2 separate regions of the Sus scrofa genome follow, and region 2 is linked to region 1. Evidence: chromatin contacts called from public HiChIP or PLAC-seq data. All regions are on one chromosome and are shown on one strand. The core of a region is the stretch at or near the end of the contact, and the rest is flanking DNA. Distances in the headings are between cores, read along the strand shown.

Region 1 (4,935 bases), core at 858-3,357:
GGCAGTAACACCTCCACAGGTCGTGCTTTATCATAGGAAAGGTGCATTCCCCACAGACTTGGTCGACTGGGAAATGCGAGTCTCTAGCCCACTCCTCAACGGATAAAAAGGAATGAGGAATGGTGACCACCTAAGGAAAGAAGAGGACAAAGAAACCGTAAAGCCGGGGCATTTCCACCCCAAGACCCTCTCGGACAAGGACCGATGTGGGTAATCGAGCAGGGCCCATGGGGGAAGACCCCATCTTTCTGGACCCCGTGTTGGTGGCCCCCCACCTTGAAGAGCTAAAAGGACAAGAGAGGAAGGGGAGCCCTTCTCCCCCTCCCAGCCTGTCCCGGGGGCTATTTGCTTCTTTTTAATAAAGACTTTGCTTGCTTGCTTGAGTTCACTCTTCGACCGCTGGGAACAGGAACCCGGACTCCGGTACCAGCTTTCCGGCATCACTCGTCGGGATCGTTACCACTGAGCCATGAGGGGACTGTAAGCCACCCAACTTTCATGCGCCCTGGGAAGCCGAGAAATTCGTGTGACTCTCTTTACAGCAAAGGTCGCCGTATTGCTGGCCTCTGGACGGGAACCAGCAGCAGCTCGGACCCGCGCCTGTACGTGTGCAGCGAGACACGGCAAGGAGTTTCATCGGCCGTGAATCACAGGCAGCTGCTGAGGTGCAGTGGATGACCAGAGACTGGAAAGAAACGGCACTGGAAGACGGGTCACGAGGACACCTGGGGCAGCGACGTGGGGGGCAGAGATCTGGGTCCCCGGGAAGGCGGCTTGAGCCTCCTCTGTCCAGGAGGCGCTCAGTAGTTCGGGTGGACGCAGTGCACACTCTGGACGCCAGTGCTCGGTCAGTGGACAGAGTGGCTTTGGGGAACTCGGCAGCACAGACGTCCCCTCACTGAGGCTCCCCTGGCCACCACTGCCGAGGGCCCCAGACAGCACCATTCTCTGGGGGCCAGCCAGCCCCGCCGACAGCAGGTTGACTAATGAGGACCCTTCCCTCGTGGGGCAGTGACTTGCTCTCATCCTGGGTACAGATTTGCCCCCCTCGCCCAGGGCACTCCTGCCAGCGGCACCATTTGGACTTAAAGATCCATCATGGGGGAGTTCCCGTCGTGGCGCAATGGTTAACGAATCCGACTAGGAACCATAGGGTTGCGGGTTCGATCCCTGCCCTTGCTCAGTGGGTTAACGATCCGGCGTTGCCGTGAGCTGTGGTGTAGGTCGCAGACGCGGCTCGGATCCCGCGTTGCTGTGGCTCTGGCATAGGCTTGGCAGCTACAGCTCCGATTCGACCCCTAGCCTGGGAACCTCCACATGCCACGGGAGCGGCCCAAGAAATGGCAAAAAGACAAAAAAAAAAAAAAAAGAGAGAGATCCATCATGGGGCCCGGGGGACACTGCTTCTGAACGAATTCCTTTCACAGAAAGGGCTGAGCGCTGGGCACGCGCCATGGGCCTGCCTTACTACTTCCCCACTGCCCAGGAGCTGCTGGGCTGCTAGAAAGGTGACCAAGCCCAGGCAGACTGGCTGCTGGGGTGACCGAACAGGGCTGGGTGCCACCTTACGAGCCCCCCAGACAGGAACACGGTGGAAGCCTAGTCTGCAGGTGTGCGGGGCGTCCCGCCCTGTATCCCCGATGCCCCGCGGGGGGTTCCCGCCACGAAACCAGAAGCTGGGCTCCTCCGAGTCTGCCCACGGGCCGGGGGCGCAGAGCGAGGTGGGGAAGGCGGGGCGTGCGTCCCCCTTCCGGGTGTCCCGAGGGCGGTTCGGCGGACACTCTGACCCCCTGGGACGTAACATCACTAAAGGCAGCGTTTTGAGGGCACAGCCAGCAGGGCAGCGACTCGCGCGCAAGGTTTCTGACCGCCCAGGGCGCGCAGTCACAGTGCAAGGGTCCCCCGGAGCGGCAGCGGGAACGTTCAGTCTTGAAGACCACGCAGGCGCGGCTCTCCGGGAACGCCGCGAACCGCGCCCCCGGGGCCGCGCGGCCGCGCCCCGCCACGCCTCCAGGCGGGGCCCCTCCGCGGGCGGTCGCGACCCGCGCTCTGCGGCGCCGGGCCCCGGGCGGCCGCCGTAGTGGGCGGGGCCGGGCCGCGGTGGGCGGGGCCGGGCTACGGTGGCCGCGCGGCGTGGGCTCGGCCGGCGGCGGGGCCGGGGTGCGAGCCGGGCCGCCATGGGCAACCTGTTCGGCCGCAAGAAGCAGAGCCGGGTCACCGAGCAGGACAAGGCCATCCTGGTGAGACGCCGGGCCCCGCGGGCGTGTGGGCGCGGGCCGGGCACCCCCGGGCCCGGGCGGGGAAACCGGAGCGGGGCGGCTGCCGCTGCGATCCTCGCCTCGGGCTCCGTGCCCGCCGGCCGCCCGGCCCCGGGCAGGGCCCGGCGCCCGGGCGGGTTTCCGAGCCCGGCTGGGGCAGTGGGCTTCCGGTGGGGAGCGTGTCCGGGCCGGGTTCCCCCCGAGTCGGAGCGAACCCGGTCGTCCAGGTGTGGGCGATCCAGGTGCGGTAATTGAACTGCGCCTCCCGTTTCCGGAGGCGGTGCCCGCGTCTCGCTGTTTGTGGTCGTACCTTGTCCTTGGACGAGTCCACGCGTGCGGGTGTGGTTTCCTAAGCTCCCGCACCACGGGAGTCGACCCCGACCCGCTTCCCAGTCCCGGCCCGGCCCCGCCGTGCTTCACCGTCGCCCGCTTGCGTGGCCGGCCCAGGTGGGAGGCCCTGGCGCTGGCTGGGCAGTAGGGCCTTATCGCTGCTCTCAGAACTGGGGATCTAAGCAGGGGAGGCTCTGATTGCGCAACTTTCTCCCACATGCTTCCAGTCTGCCTTGGCCCTTGCTCTGACCTGCAACCTGTGCAGTCCCCGAGCTTCTGGGGCCACGCCAGCCCCCCCTAAGCTGTAGGTGGTGGTGGTGTACCTGCCTGTAGAGTCAGGTGTCTCTTGCAATGGAGCGCTGATGTGAAAGTTAGTTTCGGTGGAAAGAATCGTGTGTGTGGAGTTCCCGTCGAGGCGCAGTGGAAACGAATCCGAGCAGGAACCATGAGGTTGCCGGCTCCATCCCTGGCCTCGCTCAGTGGGTTAAGGATCCCATGTTGCTGTGAGCTGTGGTGTAGGTCGAAGATGTGGCTCGGATCTGGCGTTGCTGTGGCCGTGGGGTAGGCTAGTGATCCCCAGGATGGGAACTTACATATGCTGCGAGTTAGGCCCTAAAAAGACAAAAAAAAAGAAAAGGAAAAGGTAGTTTTTGTACCAAGAAAGTAATGCAAGTGGCAGATGGGTTTCGTTTTGTTTTACTGTGGCTTCTGTAAGCTGTAAGTTTTTAACTACAGTTCCCTGCGGAAGAAGAGGCGGCAGGCGTGTCCGTCGTCGCTGGAGAAGATCAGGGCCTGGAGCACCTGCCGTGGGCCTCACCCCCAGGGGCTCTGCTCCACCCTGGGCTTCTGGCTCTTCTCTCTCCGAGGGCTCATCTTGGGGTTTCTCTCCAAGGAGACCTTGCTGTTGCCAAAAATTCACACTGGTGGGGTCACAGCAGAATAACTCCGTCGGTTCACACTCCACGGAAGTTACTGCCTGGTATCTTCGAGGGTGAACACCTGAGCGGAGGAACTGGGACCTCCTGCACACTGTCCCATGACCCTCTGCTGAGACCCCTTGTCTCATAAAGAGGGCGGCCCGCCCACACCTGCTCCCCCTAATGCTTTACACGCAGCCCGAGGGCGTGGGGCGGGGGTGGATGCCAGCTCCCGCACAAGAGAGACAGCCAGTGCTGGGGAACTGGGGCAGGACACGTGCTGGACACAGAGCCTGGCCCTCCGGCTCTGGGGGAGCACGCCGGGGCGCTCTCTAAAGAGAGCGGGGGGCAGCCACTGCAGACAGACTGACCAGGTCTACACTGGGGGATCGTCTCCCAAGTCTTGAAGACGCACATACCCTCAGCCCAGTCAACCCACTGCCCGGCGCGATCCTCCATCTGCGATGCCCGGAGCTCGCAGGTGCTTTGCCATAGCATCACCTGAAAGGATGGGATTTGGCAGAAACGTGAACGGCCTAAAGTAGGGAAGGATCGACTAAGCGTGTAAAGGCCACGCGTCCTTTTGGAGACAGGACATGGGGGTCCCAGTTGCTTGGCAAGGTCACCCGAACCCATCACCTCAACACGCCATTTGTTGTCCACACACATACGGTGACAAGTGACAAGAGCAGGGAGCTAAGCACGTATCGAGCCAGTGGCTGCAGCCGGCAGAGGTGTGGAGCCGGGCGGGGAGCCCCCAGACCCCAGCCGTCCGGGCTGGCGGCGCTCCTTGACCAGCACCCACACTCCTCGCTGAGGGCGATGCCACGGTCTGGGGGCCCGGGAGCCTGGGCTTTGCAGGACATCGAGCCGCCTCCCTGGCCTCCATCCCCAGAGGCCGGTGGCCTCCCTTGTCACCACAGCCGGGACGTCTGCCCGCAGTGCTCCCTGCCCGGGGCCCATGTGTCCCCACGAGAACCGTGCTGGAGGGTGCCCTTCCAGCAGTGGCGGTCGGGGGCGCCCAGTGCCGCGGGGGCTCGGTGTGGACGCAGGGCCTGCTCTCGCGCAGCAACTGAAGCAGCAGCGGGACAAGCTGAGGCAGTACCAGAAGCGGATCACGCAGCAGCTGGAGCGGGAGCGGGAGATCGCCCGGCAGCTCCTGCGCGACGGCAGGAAGGAGTGAGTGGGTCGGGGCGGCTGTTGCCCGGGGGTTCTGCCCCCGCCAGCCCGGCACAGGTCACGGGGTAGGCCCAGGGGTCACTGCTCGCCTCCTTCTGCAGACGGGCCAAGCTGCTGCTCAAGAAGAAGCGGTACCGGGAGCAGCTCCTGGACAAGACGGAGAACCAGATCACCAGCCTGGAGACCATGGTAGGCCCACAGGGGTCTGGGGTGTGGGCCCCGGGCAGCAGAGTCCCTCGCAGGACCGTGAG
Region 2 (4,935 bases), core at 1,606-4,105, 640 kb before region 1:
CAGTCGCTGCTGTCGGAGCTCAAGCGTCTGGAGGACCGGCTGGGCAGCATCAACAACATCCTCCACCACGTGAAGGAGGAGTACCCGCAGTTCCAGGGGGCCCTGCTCAAGGTCAGCCAGTCCATCACCAACGGGCTGGGGTCCCCTGGGCCCTAGAGAGCGCCTGGACACCCCTCTTCCAGGCGGGCCCCCAAGGAAGGGATCAGTTTTGTGCATTGTCGGGGACTTTGAATACGTTTGTCTGTCCCTGCTTTACTGAAAGTCACCGCTGCCCTCAGAGAATGACGCCACTTAAAAAAATACGCCAGCGCTGTAGGAATTGTTTGTTTAGCCACCCCGCTGTATAAATCAGGTCAAATCCCAACGTTTCCAGTTCCATTTTCCACAAGTATTCCATTTGCAAAGCAGACCCCCGTGCCCTCGCTGGGCTTACTCGTCCAAGGAAAACGGGAAACCAGGTCTCTGTTCCCGCCCCACTCCCAGCTTGGGTTAAATCCAGATGCCCAGCTCACCGGAGCAAGTCCGGAGGACGTGAAGCCCTAGCGGAATCTGCAGGGCCTGACGTCTGCGATTAGACCGTGCAGGTGCAGGAACACAGACCTCCTTGTCTGTGTCGGGTCCCCACCACCCTGGTCCACCCCGGGCTCCTCCTCCCACGCTCCGACTCCTGAACCCCTGCTGCCTATGGCTTCTTCGAGGGCTTAAGGGGAAAGGTAATCTTACAAAGTAATTTTAAACTTTTCAGCAGGAAAATAAAGTTTTTTTCTGAATATGAAAGTGTATTTATTCTAAAACATTTCAGAAGTACATAAAGAAGCAAGGAAACCCTCAATTCCCCTCCCCATACACACACACTGCTGGGGCTTTCTGACAAAATCACGGGGTCTGGCTCTTGTATTTCACCCTGGAAAGCCGGCACCTCTTAATATAAGCCTTTCCTCGATGGAAAAAAAGTTCCTTGTAATTGAACGTTTTCGCGACAGTCGATGGGTCACGACTAAACGCTGTTTTTGCCCTCCGGGTGCTGAGCACCTGTGCCCACCCCGGTTCCGGCTAGATGCCCAGGGTCGGGCCTCGGGGGCTGCCTGGCTGGCTGGCTCCGGGATGCCGAGGGCAAGTTCCCGCGTGGGCGTCACGCCCCCCCAACCGCAAAGCTGAGGTTCCCCCTGCCTCCGCGGGGAGCGCGCTCCCTCGCAGAGTGCGCGTCCCCTCGGGCTCCTCCCACGTTCCGGGAGTGCCCAGGCCGGAGGACAGCGGGGCCCTCCCAGCACGCGCCCGGCACCTAAGGCGCCTGCTCGTGCGGAGGCGGGTGGGAGTCACGTGACCCCGCCGCGGCGGCGGAGCCTGGAGTTCCCACTGCGCCGCGTGCGCGTGCGCAGAAGTGAGCCGGGCCGGGCCGAGCCGGACCCGGGCGCGCGTGCGCGGAGGTGAGTGGGCCGGGCTGCGAGACTCGGGCTGAGGGTGGTCCCCGCGAACGGCGGTGGAGGGGGGCCAGGGTGGTGCGCTGCAACCCCACAGACCCGAGGCTTGGCGGGTCGCGGCCGTCGCGGAAGGGGCGGGATCGAGCCGTATATGGATTGGGGGTCCGTGCTTTCCTATTGGGGAAGTTGATTACAATGTGCCGGGACGGCGGCGGAGGGCAGTGTTAGGGCAGCTGCCAGCAGCTGGTCTTTCTACCCGGGGAGAAACCAAGCGACACCTGGAGGGTTGGCGAACCCAGGCTTATTACACCGGTGAGCTCAGAGGAGATCGCTCTCCGGAGTCTGAGCCCCGAGGAGGGGTTTTACAGGGCTCTTATGGGCTAGCCCTTCTGGGTCCGTGCTGGGCAGAGCGGACCGGAGTGGGCAGAGGCAGGACGGCTGATGCAGAAGCAAGTTTACAGAAGCTGATGCGTGGGAGGGGTGGTTGGGGTCAGTTGGCTGGACCTTGCTTGGTCATCGTGACCCGGGTGTTCTGTTCTCCCTGCTCATCATCTCAGGACATTTTCTCCTTCAGCAGCAGTAACGACTGGGACCCCACTGACATCAGGCACCCCGAAACTCCACGGTTCCCCCTCACTTCTCCCGAGCTGGGCGGGGAAGGCTGTGCTTGCCCTTGGTGGCAGGGAGGAAGCTGAGACGCAGGAGGATAAGGACCCTTTACTCCCCTCTGCCCAAGGTGGAGATGGGTTTTGAACCCGCCTTGTCTGCACCACCACGGTGGCCTAGGGAGCAGCGGTTCTGAGCCACTTCCCTGAAAGCAGGGTGACAAGGCTTTCTGGGTCGGCAGTGCCACTTGATCTACTGACCTTCAGTTCTTCCCCATTTTCTCTCTAAACTGTTGGCCGCTGTGACGGGGGCTCCTCCCTTTTCTAGGCTCTCCTCCTGGTCTGTAAAACGGAGGCAGGGAACGCAGGGCATAGGGTGCTGCTCTGGCCGTGCCTCTGGCCACCTGTGCACCTTCTAAGGTCTGGGCGGGAAGGGCCGAGTCAGTGCCTCAGAGCTCCCCAAGTGAGGGCTCCTAGGCTCTGAGTTCCCTAGTTTCGGAATCATGATGACAAGGTGTGTCTGGCAAGGTCACGTGGATCTGGGACACTGTGGTATAAAAGGACATATTTCGTCTGCCCCCCCAGTTTCTGGCATGCAGCTCCTAAAACCCCTGGGAACTTGGGAGTGATGAATGCCTTTCCTGTGCCAATGAGATGACTGGGGGGAGGGGGCTGTACACAGCTTTAAAATGGGGTCTGGTCTCCAGAGGGACTAAGGCACTTTCACCTGGCCTCCCTCGAGGGAGGGAGAGAAGCTGGTGATTAAGCCAATCACCACTGGTCGATGGTTTCATCAGCTGTGCCCACATAATGAAACCCTAAACTAGTTGAGGTTTGGGGGCTTCCCGCCGGTGAACTCATGTTGGTGCTGGGAGGGAGGGCCGCCTGGAGAGGGCGTGGAAGCTCTGCAGCCCTCCCCAGACCTTGCCATCTGGCTGTTCCCACGTCGTGTCCTTGATAATAAACAGGTAACAGTAAGCAAGCACTTTAATGAGTTCTGGGAGTCATCTAGCTGTTTATTCAACCTGTGGAGGAGAGAGGTGTTTTTGGGAACCCAGGAGTTTACAGCCGCTTGGTCGGATGTGCCGGTGACAAGCTGGGACTTGCAGTTAGTGTCTGAAGTGGGGGGTGTCTTGTGGGACTGCGCCCTCAACCTGTGGGGTCGGCACTAACTCTGGGAGTGCGTGTCAGATGTGAGTTCAATTGCTGGACACCCAGCTGGTGTTCAGAGAGTGGAAGAATTGGCTGGTTTGGAAAACCCCACACTTTTGGTGCCAGTCATGTGATACAAACACAGTTCACTCTTGCACCAAATGTACCTGTGGCCCGTGGTGGCTGGAAAGCTCCAGGTGGCCAGTCTGTGTCTCAGAGGCTCAGATGCTCCGTGACCTGGGTGCACCTGTGACTCTTCCCCAACACTCGCATCTCTCTGGCGGTCACAAGGATGCGGCTCCCAGACCTCCTGCCACAGGGAGTGTCGTTGGTGGAGGCTCCGTTGCTGGGCCTGAAGTCCAGCGCTGCATCCTGGCCCAGAACTCTAGGGCGGGCCGCTCCTGGGAGACCTGCACCCCTCTGACAGCCAGCTCTGTCTGGCTTGAGGACCCCCAAACCCATGGACTGGCCTATCCTTCCTTAGTCTCCGTGGCAGTCTGGGGCGCCTGGACCCAGCACCCACCGTGGGGTCTGCCTCGAGTGGCTGTGGTGGCGTTCCCTGGCATCCTCCCCATTTGCTCCCAAACGCACAGAAAGTGCTCCCTGATACAACCCTTGCACTTTGAGGAGTTCCCGCTGTGGCTCAGCGGTAATGAACCCGGCTAATATCCACGAGGACATGGGTTTGATCCCCGGCCTCCCTCAGGGGGTGAGGCTCTGGCATTGCTGTAAGCTGTGGTGTCAGTTGCAGGCATGACTTGGATGTGGCATTGCTGTGGCTGGGGTGTAGGCTGGCGGCTGTGGCTCTGATTCAGCCCCTGGCCTGGGAACTTCCATATGCCACAGGTGCAGCCCTGGCGTGTGTAGTCCAATGTCTGTGTCTGTTCCTCAGGGCGCTGGGCCAGCAAAGTTCCCTGTCAAATACTTAGAACGGACAGGTAAGCAAGATGCAGGTCATCAGTCTTAGAGCCGGAGCAGCCAGGGAGGCTGTGGTGCAGCTGCTGTGCCCGGGACCCAAAACCAGACCCCACACGAGAGGGTTTCTCTCACACCTGGCCGAGGGGCCACGTCCTGGGGGCCAGCCTTCTCCTGAGTGTTGCGTGGGGCTGCAGCGCCCAAGACCCTCACAGGCTGTAGCCTCGTCCGGTCGGCTGGAGGGAGGGTACCTGTCTGCCTTCCGCCAGTCTTCACAGGGGAGCCATCTATTGTCGCAACTTGTTTGTTCCAAGTGTCAGCCTGTCGCGTGGGTTCTGTATGTTATTAAGTCGTTTCTACAGACATTCTAGAAGAGTCTATCTGCAGCGTATTGGAAGACTTCACAATGCACAGGGCTCTGTAACCCTGTTTGGGACTTTTCTCTCCTTTCGCTTTTTCCTCCCTCCCCTACATCCGCCCGCATCCTCGCCAGACAGCGCTTCCAGCCCGGGCGCAGTGGGCCAGGCACAAGCTCAGTCTGGAAGCTGCTTTGAGAGTCCCCTTGATCTGAGAGAGACAGCAGGGAGTGACCGCTTGAAGTGAGATCTTAATTCTCTGCTCAGGAATTGAACCTGGGCAGCCTGGAGGAGGACCAGGAGTCCCAGCCACTAGACCAGCTAGAGGCTAAGACAGAATTGTCCTGATTCTTGCCCCCTGTTGAAAATAAGAATGTGGAGTTCCCGTCATGGTGCAGTGGTCAAGGAACCCAACTAGGAACCATGAGGTTTCGGGTTTGATCCCTGGACTCGCTCAGTGGGTTAAGGATCCGGTGTTGCTGTGAG

The links. HiChIP or PLAC-seq counts read pairs in DNA pulled down with a chosen protein or histone mark.
Region 2: an H3K27ac HiChIP or PLAC-seq map of alveolar macrophages shows a contact between it and region 1. The contact joins the promoter of GAA here to the promoter of CHMP6 in region 1. A contact is called at or near these places in 3 of 5 promoter capture datasets (fetal liver, fetal skeletal muscle and liver) and 1 of 2 datasets of contacts at active chromatin or transcription factors (alveolar macrophages).

What each region holds. Positions count from the first base shown.
Region 1 is chr12:1,695,519-1,700,453 of Sscrofa11.1, reverse strand. CHMP6 (charged multivesicular body protein 6) reads left to right here and starts at 2,107. Exons shown (of 8, transcript XM_021066499.1): 1 at 2,107-2,240; 2 at 4,575-4,684; 3 at 4,786-4,873. The coding sequence starts at 2,178.
Region 2 is chr12:2,337,787-2,342,721 of Sscrofa11.1, reverse strand. GAA (lysosomal alpha-glucosidase) reads left to right here and starts at 2,855. Exons shown (of 23, transcript XM_021066505.1): 1 at 2,855-2,994. It overlaps LOC110255946 (a long non-coding RNA gene), which reads right to left and starts at 4,799. Exons shown (of 2, transcript XR_002336941.1): 1 at 4,231-4,799; 2 at 2,895-3,051. It overlaps CCDC40 (coiled-coil domain-containing protein 40), which reads left to right. Exons shown (of 20, transcript XM_021066502.1): 20 at 1-769. The coding sequence ends at 347.